Linked DNA regions of Sus scrofa: regions 1 and 3 are each linked to region 2. A link is a contact called in public Hi-C and promoter capture Hi-C data. All regions are on one chromosome and are shown on one strand. The core of a region is the stretch at or near the end of the contact, and the rest is flanking DNA. Distances in the headings are between cores, read along the strand shown. Region 1 holds the start of INTS7 (integrator complex subunit 7). Region 2 holds the start of PPP2R5A (protein phosphatase 2 regulatory subunit B'alpha). Region 3 has its middle 67 kb from the start of DTL.

What was found. Promoter capture Hi-C pulls out the DNA fragments that hold promoters and counts their contacts. A called contact is a pair of places that touch in the nucleus more often than the background predicts.
Region 1: a promoter capture Hi-C map of fetal liver shows a contact between it and region 2, with 4 times the contacts expected there. The contact joins the promoter of INTS7 here to the promoter of PPP2R5A in region 2. A contact is called at or near these places in 3 of 5 promoter capture datasets (fetal liver, fetal skeletal muscle and liver), 1 of 47 Hi-C or Micro-C datasets (embryonic fibroblasts) and 2 of 2 datasets of contacts at active chromatin or transcription factors (alveolar macrophages and skeletal muscle).
Region 3: a Hi-C map of heart right ventricle shows a contact between it and region 2, with 2.9 times the contacts expected there. The contact joins the enhancer-like site here to the promoter of PPP2R5A in region 2. A contact is called at or near these places in 1 of 5 promoter capture datasets (fetal liver), 4 of 47 Hi-C or Micro-C datasets (embryonic fibroblasts, heart right ventricle, mesenteric adipose tissue and 1 more) and 2 of 2 datasets of contacts at active chromatin or transcription factors (alveolar macrophages and skeletal muscle).

The regions. Positions count from the first base shown.
Region 1 is chr9:131,273,940-131,277,029 of Sscrofa11.1, reverse strand. It overlaps INTS7 (integrator complex subunit 7), which reads right to left and starts at 1,401. Exons shown (of 21, transcript XR_002336047.1): 1 at 1,189-1,401. DTL (denticleless protein homolog) reads left to right here and starts at 1,604. Exons shown (of 16, transcript XM_013979970.2): 1 at 1,604-1,788. The coding sequence starts at 1,737.
Region 2 is chr9:131,074,228-131,077,054 of Sscrofa11.1, reverse strand. PPP2R5A (protein phosphatase 2 regulatory subunit B'alpha) reads left to right here and starts at 1,252. Exons shown (of 13, transcript NM_001100192.1): 1 at 1,252-1,653. The coding sequence starts at 1,470. LOC106505045 (a long non-coding RNA gene) reads right to left here and starts at 1,975. Exons shown (of 2, transcript XR_002336046.1): 1 at 1,898-1,975.
Region 3 is chr9:131,206,842-131,209,827 of Sscrofa11.1, reverse strand. No RefSeq gene overlaps it. Among named protein-coding and RNA genes, the nearest start is that of DTL, 67 kb to the left of the region's middle. Within about 2 kb of position 1,642, at least 17 of the 83 cell types and tissues checked have an H3K27ac peak or open chromatin away from gene starts, as enhancers often do. A contact at or near this core is called in fetal liver, where this site is marked.

The DNA.
Region 1 (3,090 bases), core at 152-2,651, 200 kb before region 2:
CCAAATGAAAATCTCAATGGAGCGCTGTAACTGTTTTATGTTGATCAAAAGGAGTTAAAAGCTTTTTTTAAAGTTTAAAACACTTATTCAGACCAACCCACTTTAAATGTTTACAGGTCAAAACCAAACAAAACAAATAAACAAAAAGAGTACCCCCCCTAAAGTCAATGTAGTGACCAAGTCAGAGAGCTGGGAAGTGACTCCGATTGGACTTAAAGGAAGAGCGTTCTGCTAGTCCAATTCTTGTTTTTTACACACAAAAATTAATGTATGCCAGATGTTTCCCCCATTCAATAAAAAGCATTTAAGTACACTGAACAAAAGTTTCATTTTAATACTTGAGTTTTTTACTGACAAAGATCTCCCCCTGCCTCCCATATGTATGGGTAAGGCAATTTTTTTTCTGCATTTAATAAAGACTTCTCTTGCACATCATTAAATCACTTAATATTGACAACAATCTTGCCAGCTCAATGGTACTTTACCCACTTTGCAGAGAAAAAAACCAAGGTTAGGTGAAGTTAGGTCACCTGTCCGTCATCATAAAATCAGCGGAATTAAAATTCAACTCCGTCTACCTAAAGCTCCTTCTACTACACCAAGCTCCCAACCCCCACTTCACCCTTGCCCAGCCGACTCCACCACCCACCATCCCTCCCACGCCCGTAAGGAAATAGAACTCGTGGAATCTGTCTGCACAGAATGAGCAAGGGCTGTGCTTTTCGGATGGACTTGTCCCTATTTAACCTGCGTAGTAACTGGCAGGTAACAGTTACAGAAATCAAGTGAATCGCAATAAAATCGGTCCAAGGTTATTATTCAGCACTCTTTTGGTGAAGACCTGGTCTCAATCGACTATAATGAAAACTAATTTCTCAATTTCAATGTAGCATTTTTAGAAACTGCTCGGAAAATCGGGGGACTGTGCCCTCAAGCGGTCAAGACGGGCCCATCACTGGAGTTTTCTACTTTTTCAGCGTGTGTGAGGCCCATCCGGCAACGCTGCAATTTTCAGGAACAACCTCCCCAAGCTGCAAATGCCTTACCAAAAGCACAAGCACCCGCGCCTGCCCCGCCCAGGGAAGATGTGCGCATGCGCCTTCCCAGCCTCTTCCTAGGCTACCACCGCCTGGTGGCGCCAGTTCCCCCCACACCCGTTCCACCCGCTTCGCCCGCTCTTTCGCATACCTTTGTCTAATTCCATAAGGGCAGAGTTAGCATCCAGCTCCTGTTCGCCATAGCCAGCATCTGCCAGAAAAGACTTCGTTGAGTTTGACGCCATGATCCGAATAGTTACTCGACTAGCCTATTCAGAAAGATTGCAAACTCTGCCTCAGCCCCGCCATCTTCTTCCACCACCTTCTCGCGGATTTTTCCTCCGCGCTCTGCCGAGCCGAGTTACGCATGCGCCCAGGCCTCCCCGCCGTTCGCCGGCGCCTCTGCGGCCCCCCGCGCAGGCGCTCAGGGAGCTCTGGAACTCTAGGTTCCCGCGGCTGGGAGAAAAGGAGGCGGAGATTCGAAGGGGGAAGTGACTCGGACGCGCCCGGACGCCGCGGCGGGAGCCAATCAGAGGGCGTGACGTCAGTTTGGCGGGGAGTTTGGTGGCCGGGGCTTACAGTGGCGGGAGTTGGAGGCAATAACTCGTCGTGTTCTGAAGGGCGCAAGAGACGGTTTCTGCTGCATCGGGGGGCTTTTCCGCGGCTTTTCCTTCACTTGAGCCTTTCCCTCCGGCCCAGATGCTCTTCAGTTCGGTGCTCCGCCAGCCCCAATTTGGCGTCCCAAGGAGTGGTGAGTAACGGCCCTAACCGCTGCCTTTGGCCGGCGGATCCACCTCCCCCGTAACAGCACCTCAGACCAGTGCCCACGCCGATGCCGTTTCCCAGCCGCCGGGTTCTCCCGCAGCCGAGCGAGTTCGCGGAGGCGAGGAGTACCGAGGAAAGCTGCACTTGCGGGCCCTCGAGACACGTTCCGTCGTAATCGGGACTTTTTCGGTCAGGACTGTGGCCTGACGGAGGGAGGGACGTTGAGTTCACTGGCCTCCATTACGGCCTGTGTCCATTTTGCTCATTAAGTGGAAAATGCGTGCATCTGAGTAGGTGTGGTTCTCGCAGCAGCTACGCGAGGCCGTCCGGACTCATATTCATTGGTGAATTCATTCATTTGTGGTAGAACCTTAGTGAGCCCGACTATTTGCTGTGTACACCAGTGAAAATGACCCGCTGTTAGGGAACTCCGTCAAGCAGAGAAGATAGCACATCTGCTTTTAGCATGGTCAAATTTTTTTCCTCCCGATTAACACATGGGCACAAAAATCCGTAATTGCAGAGCGAAAAATGCTTATGAGCGTATGTCCCAGAAATGACGGCTATGAATAGATTGAAATATCTTAATCCAGATGTTTTTCAATGTCAGAGGTAATAATTGTTATTTACAGAAATGGGGTAAAAATGTTTTGTCTCGTTTTTCACTTTAACGGTGTAACTTGGAACTGTTGCCGTATTAGTATCTAGATATCTATCTTGTTCTCTCCAGTTCTTTAAGTCCCTTAGGTTAAAACATTGGCAATGAGAATTTTGAGTTTAAGTTTGGTATCATCAACCTGAAACTTTCTTCTTAGTTTCTGATAAGGGAGTTACTACCCAGACAGACTAAGCATGGATACAAATGAAATCTCATTCATTTAAAGATAAACTAGGTCTTCCTTCCCCCTTGAAATCATGTGGAAAACAAGAAGAAAACAATCTGAGAAGGGAACTTTTTATATTTAAGGCATAGGTCTAGGAAAAGGATATTGAGAAGGAGGCTGGGGAGTAGCTCCTCAACTTCCTGCCTTTTAGACTTTTTAATTATACTCTAAATGCCTTTCTCTCCTGCAGCCTTGCTTAAGTAACTTTTCTATACTGTGTCGTGAGTGTCACTACAGCACGGTAGTTAGAGCTCTGTCTTTAAACTTTGAGATTTAGTTCCACCTCCAGTCCTTACTTATCTGCTTGACTTGGAGCAAGCTATTTATATTTAGCCTTTATTTTGTAACATATTTTCTCCTGATTCTACATTCTGTCTACTTTTCCCCTTTCTCTCTGATTCACA
Region 2 (2,827 bases), core at 3-2,502:
TACCAAGTGCACGGCTCAGGGCGGGTGAGGCTCCAAGGCCCGCCCAAGAGTTCAGCAACTCTCTTCAATTGGGCGAGCCATTTCCTTGCCTTCCGCGGGGCCGCTTCAACCATCAATCACTCTGCTAGTTCCACTACCAGGCCTTTGCTCCGCCCTCTTTCGGTGACGTAACACCTGGAGCTCTTTCGCGGCCCAGCCCTCAGGCGCCCCACCAGTCGCTTCAGTTCCTCATTGGTCAATAGAGAGCGGAGGGACGGGAAGGGGCGTACTATTTTCTCTCTAAACTCCCACCTCTAGTTTTCCAGTCTTCTCATAGGCTGCCAGGAGAGCAATTAGAGCCCGGCCCTGTCGCGCAGGCGTGCAAAGGTGCTCACCAGTGGAGGGGCACCTCCCCTCAATCCTTAGAGAATTAGTTACACAGTTGTGACGTAAGTGGGCCCCCCTCCCCCGCTCACCGCCTTCACTTACTATTGGCTGTGGCCGAAGTCCGTCACACAACCACGCCCCATTCCCCTGCCTTACCTCCCAGCTTGATAGACCTGCAGGAGGCCACGCCTCACCCTATTGCGGCCGCTTAGCCCCGCGATTGGCTGAAAGACATGGTATGCTTTCCCACCCCCTACTCCTTCCCGAGCAACCGAGAGGCTGGCGGGACCCCGCGGAAGTTGTCAGTCAATTTCCTCCGTCCCAACCCCGCGAGGCCCCACCCCCGGGCCGCGCGCCCTGGCGCGCGCGCACACGCACACACACTCCCCCCTTGCTTCTCCCCAGCACCTTCTCAAGTTGTAGCGGTCGCTCGCTGGGGGTTCTCTGTGGGCGGCGGAAGGGCGCGTGGGGGAGGGGGCTCGGACCGCCCGGGACTTGGAGGAGAGAGTGTGTGTGTGCCCCCGGGGCCGGGGCAGCGGGTCGCCGCCCTGGGAGATGAGGGCTCGGCGCTGACAGGGAAGAGCGGGCACCGCGGCGGTGGCGGCGGCGGCTCGGAGGGGACCCGCGATGGCAGCGCCTCGGGAGGAGGCTCCAGGCAGGGCGGGCTGCGCTGGCAGCGGCCGCTGAGGTGCTGGCGGACCGGCCGGCTGGGGACCCGGGCTGCAGGGACGAGAGGCGCGTTCGGCGTCCGCACCCCGCGTCCTCGCCTCAGTTGTCTAAACTTCGGGCTCCAGTCCACCCGCCCTCCGCTCCCGGAGTCAACAACTTCTTCACCCCCCTCCACCCCCGCCCCCGCCCTCCGTCAGCCCCGGGAGCTCGCCGCGCGGCGGGGACCAGGACTCGCCGGCCCTGAGATGTGGCCGTGAGGCGTCGGCGGGCGGCGAGGAGAAGCTCGGCGGCGCCCGGGAGCGGGAGGGCGGTGCGGCCGGAGGAACGGGGCGGAGGGGCGCGAGCGCTCGGCGCCTCTCCCCCGCCTCCTCCTCCTGCCGCTGCCCGTTCCGTGCAAGCAGCAGCCGGAGCTGCCAAGCGCCAGGGCCGCGGAGATGTCGTCGTCGTCGCCGCCGCCGGCGGCGGCTGCCAGCGCCGCCATCTCGGCCTCGGAGAAAGTGGACGGCTTCACCCGGAAATCGGTGCGCAAGGCGCAGAGGCAGAAGCGCTCTCAGGGCTCGTCGCAGTTCCGCAGCCAGGGCAGCCAGCCGGAGCTGCACCCCTTGCCCCAGCTCAAAGGTAACCTTCGAGGGCGCCGCCCGGGAGGGAGCGCGGGGGCCGCAGAGCCACTGCCTCCTGCGGGCTCCGTCTGCCCCGCTGGGGCTCGCGGTGTGCGAGTCGCGCCCCCCACGCAGCCTTGGCGTCCCCCCGCCTTTTGATTCAAACAGGTTTGCGAGCTGCTTTTCTCATCCCTCCTGGCTTCACCTAAGCCTCAGCTTCTTGGAGGAGGTCGACATCCCTCCTCACCTGCGCGCTCGCTCACCTGCCCTGGCGATTGGAACTCTCCTCCCTCGGGCGTCCCTCGGGGTCGAGTTCGTGTGTCCTCCTTCCCCATCTTGCTTGAACTACCTGTCTTATCTTCCGACCTTCACTTTCCCGAGACCTGCCTTCTCTTTCAGCCACTCTAAACTAGCCCTTTACTTTTCCAGTTTTAAAGCGACCGTACTCACCCTCTCCCTAACTTCCCTTCCTGTGGATCCTTCCCAAGAGTTACAGACCCGGAATCCTAATGCAAACACCAGTGAAGAGTTATCTGGCCTTTAGATTTATTTCTGCAGAAAAAGCCTAAAAATCTAACCAGGGTGGTGTCTTATTTACGGGGTCATTAGATTTAAATGTCACCCTTTAGCCCAAATAATGGGAAGCCTTAAAATACTGTCTGAGAAGATAGACACGGTAAATTTGGAGGAGTTCTGAAGAGTAGATAGTGTTGCCTTGCAATGGAGTGGGAACTTAGTTCGCCAAGCTGATTCCAGGGACTTGGTACGTTTGTACAGTCATTCAAATTGGTATCCGTGCCTAATGCCTTGCAGGAGAGCTTGGCACTCCTTTTGGCTCACTTACTTTTCCCACTAGGTTTAGAGGATTAAAAAAAAAAAAAAGAAATTGGTTTCTGGTGTTCTAATTCTTATTCTTTGTGGATTACTGCTTTTTACTTTTATGATTTTACCAACTTTGCTTTTTATGAGATAACATCATCATGGAACAAGATAATAGTCCTAAACATTAGGGTTTTTTCCCTGACAAAAAACCCCCAATCATCTGTTTTGCGGAGTTCCCATCGTGGCTCAGCGGAAACGAATCTGACTGGTATCCTTGAGGACGCCGGTTCAATCCCTGGCCGAGCTCAGTGGGTTAAGGATCTGGCGTTGTGGTGAGCAGTGGTGTAGGTCGCAGACGCTGCTCCGATCCC
Region 3 (2,986 bases), core at 393-2,892, 130 kb before region 2:
CATTAACTGTGGGTCTGTCATATATGGCCTTTATTATGTTGAGGTACATTCCTCCATACTTAGTTTGTTAAGCGTTTACATAGTCTTTACAATAATGTGACAAGGAGGTGCTTTTATTTTCTCCATCTTAATAATCAGGAAACTGAAGCTTAGAGAAGTTGAGTAACTTCCCCAGAGTTTTCAAGTGGTAAAGCCAGAACTGAACCTGGCAGTCTGGCCACCCTTCAGCTCCTTCTGAGAGCTGAAGTTGCAGGAGGCTGAGAGGAAGCAAGCTCTAATTATGATTCCTCCAGCCTCCAGCATACTAAGAAAATTACCTATGGTGTCTGTGTTATTCACGTCATGTGATACTGCATGTTATACTATATTGTCCTATGCATGTGCATTATTAATTTTTAAAATATGTTGTGAGATCCTTGAAGATAGGGATTATCTTCCACTAAATCACTGCACACATGCCAAGCAAATAAATAGTTCAGTAAGTATTTACTCACTGGGGCTCAAAATTGCCTGAGGACAGACCTTAGGTAGAGAAAATCAGAACTGCATCTTAAAGATCTAGGCTTCCAAGTCTCATCTTATAGTTGAGGAAACTGAGGCCTAAAAAGCGGAGTCAAAATGGGACTCAACCCTTCCTTCAGGGCAGAGCTATCCTAAATTATTCCGTCGTCCCGCCCCACTCCCCAGCACCCCCGCCAGCCCTGTGACCAGGGCTGGGACTCTGTGTTTATCATCCAATATAAGACTTTAGGGTCCATTGACCATAAGACCATTAAACTCTGATGCCATTCCAGTTCAATTAGATTTATAGCTGGGATTGAAGGAACCTTAGAAGTCATGTTGCTTGACTCTCAGGTTATAGGTGAAGTAACAGGCCCAGCGATGGCACATGACCTCCCAGTCATCATCACCTGGCCAGTGGCCTATCATTTAAATGAGGTGCCCCTGCCCAGAGGGAGCAAAGACACAGGAAACACAGGTTGACATTGCCCTGGTTGGAGTGTGTATGTCAGGGCGGAAGTGGCAGTTGTTCTCTTCCCAAGTCAAACCAGTTTGGGGAATACTTTCCACTCTTGCGTGGAGTAATCGGTGGCTTGCCCATGCTCACCCTCTCGCCTCTGTTCTCTAAGCACAACTGAGGCCTGTGCCCAAGCTGGCACCTGATTCCACCACTCTTTCCGTCCTTGTCTAGCAGCCTTTCCCTTCTCAGCAACACCTCTGGCCCAATGACCGGGTTAGGACTGTCACACATGCACAGATTATAGTCTGGCTGTCCCTTTTCTCCTCTGCAGAGCTGAGGGAAATCAGTGTGTCCCCTCTGTTTTGCTCTCCACAGAAGCCAAGTGCCAGAGGAAAGAGAAGCCCCATTGCTTCTTTTAGGCAGCTTGGGCCCCGGCGTACGGAGTGAGTTGAAACATTGAAAAGGGCTGTTTTGACCTCACTAGACCTTAACAGTAACTTTTCTCAAGGTCAAGCCCTGTCCCTCCTATGCACGCACAAGCCCAGTAGGGATCAAGAGGCAGCACATATAAAAAGACCTGTCTGCAGACGGAAAGGGATTGTTCCTGAGAAGCCTGCAGAAACTGCAGGCAGCATAAGGGGGCAGAGCTCTACACGCAGAGTCTGGGAGGCTAACAAAGGGCCAGCTCTCCACAGACAGGAAGTTTGGAAAGTGAACTGCAGGGAAACTCATTTAGTGGAGAAGGAGAACCACCCTCCTCCCATTTCCCTCTGGCTAGGCTGGCACGGAGAGCTGGGCAGCTGCCTCATCCCCACCCACCCAGGTCTGCAAGCAGGTGGGAGAAATTTCACCTCTCCTGTACGGCTAAATCCCAAACCTGGATAAATTGGTCTATCTGCCTCCTATTGTCGGCACCCAAACAACCAAACGCTCCTGAGTCTCGCCACCAGGCAGACTGGTTCCATTGTTACTCAGGCTCACCAACCCCACCTGGACTAAAGGGTGGTTGAAAACTTTACTGCATTTCTCTGATCAGCTCACACTGCCGTCAACAACTGTTCCAACCTTCTCCACTCTCCTGAGACCTTGGATGCCCTCCCTTCCACAGACGTCATCAGGTTTAAGTCCTTCTTTTATGACTCTAAGTACTTAACCCGGCAGACACTACCCTTCCTTCTTGCTTCCCGTGACACTGAAGCGTTTTCCTTCCACTATATAACCCAGGGCAACTCCAGCCCTGGTGTTCTATATTCCCTCTTCCCCCACCTTCTCATGAACCTTATCTGTAATTTATCCAGTCTCACTCCTGTTTATCTAGTCTCTCTCTACTGGGTTCCATCTCATGGTTGTTTAAACAAACTGCTATCTCTTTCACACAAAAAAGAATCCTTTAGCATGCACCCTCCTCAGTCTATGGCTTTTCTCTCTTTCTCTACACAATCTAATTTCTCAAGATAAAGCCGTTCTCACCTCCCATTTAACCTTTAACACACTCCAATCCGGCTTTTGCTGTCATTACGGAGGCAGCTCTTGCGATGGTCATCACCAATATCCGTGATAAATACAGTGGTCATCTTTCAGTCCTCATCTTTCCTCTTCAGCTTTTGATTCTGTTGAGTGTTAAATGACCATTCCCTCTCTCTTAAAAAAAAATCTTCCGGAGTTCCCATCGTGGCTCAGCAGAAACAAATCTGACTAGCATCCGTGAGGACACAGGTTCGATCCCTGGCCTCACTCAGTGGGTTAAGGATCCAGTGTTGCCATGAGCCGTGGTGTAGGTTGCAGACACAGCTCCAATCTGATGTTGCTGTGGCTGTGGTGTAGGCCAGCAGCTACAGCTCCAATTCAACCCCTCACCTGGGAACCTCCATATGCCACAGCCCTAAAAAAAGACAAAAACAAACAAACAAAAAACCCCCCACCAAAAAAAACCTTCCTATGTCTCCTCTTGTTTAATGTCTATCTTTAACCACTCTTGCTCAGTCTCCTTTACAAGTCATCCTTCTCCTCTGAGCCATTCACTGT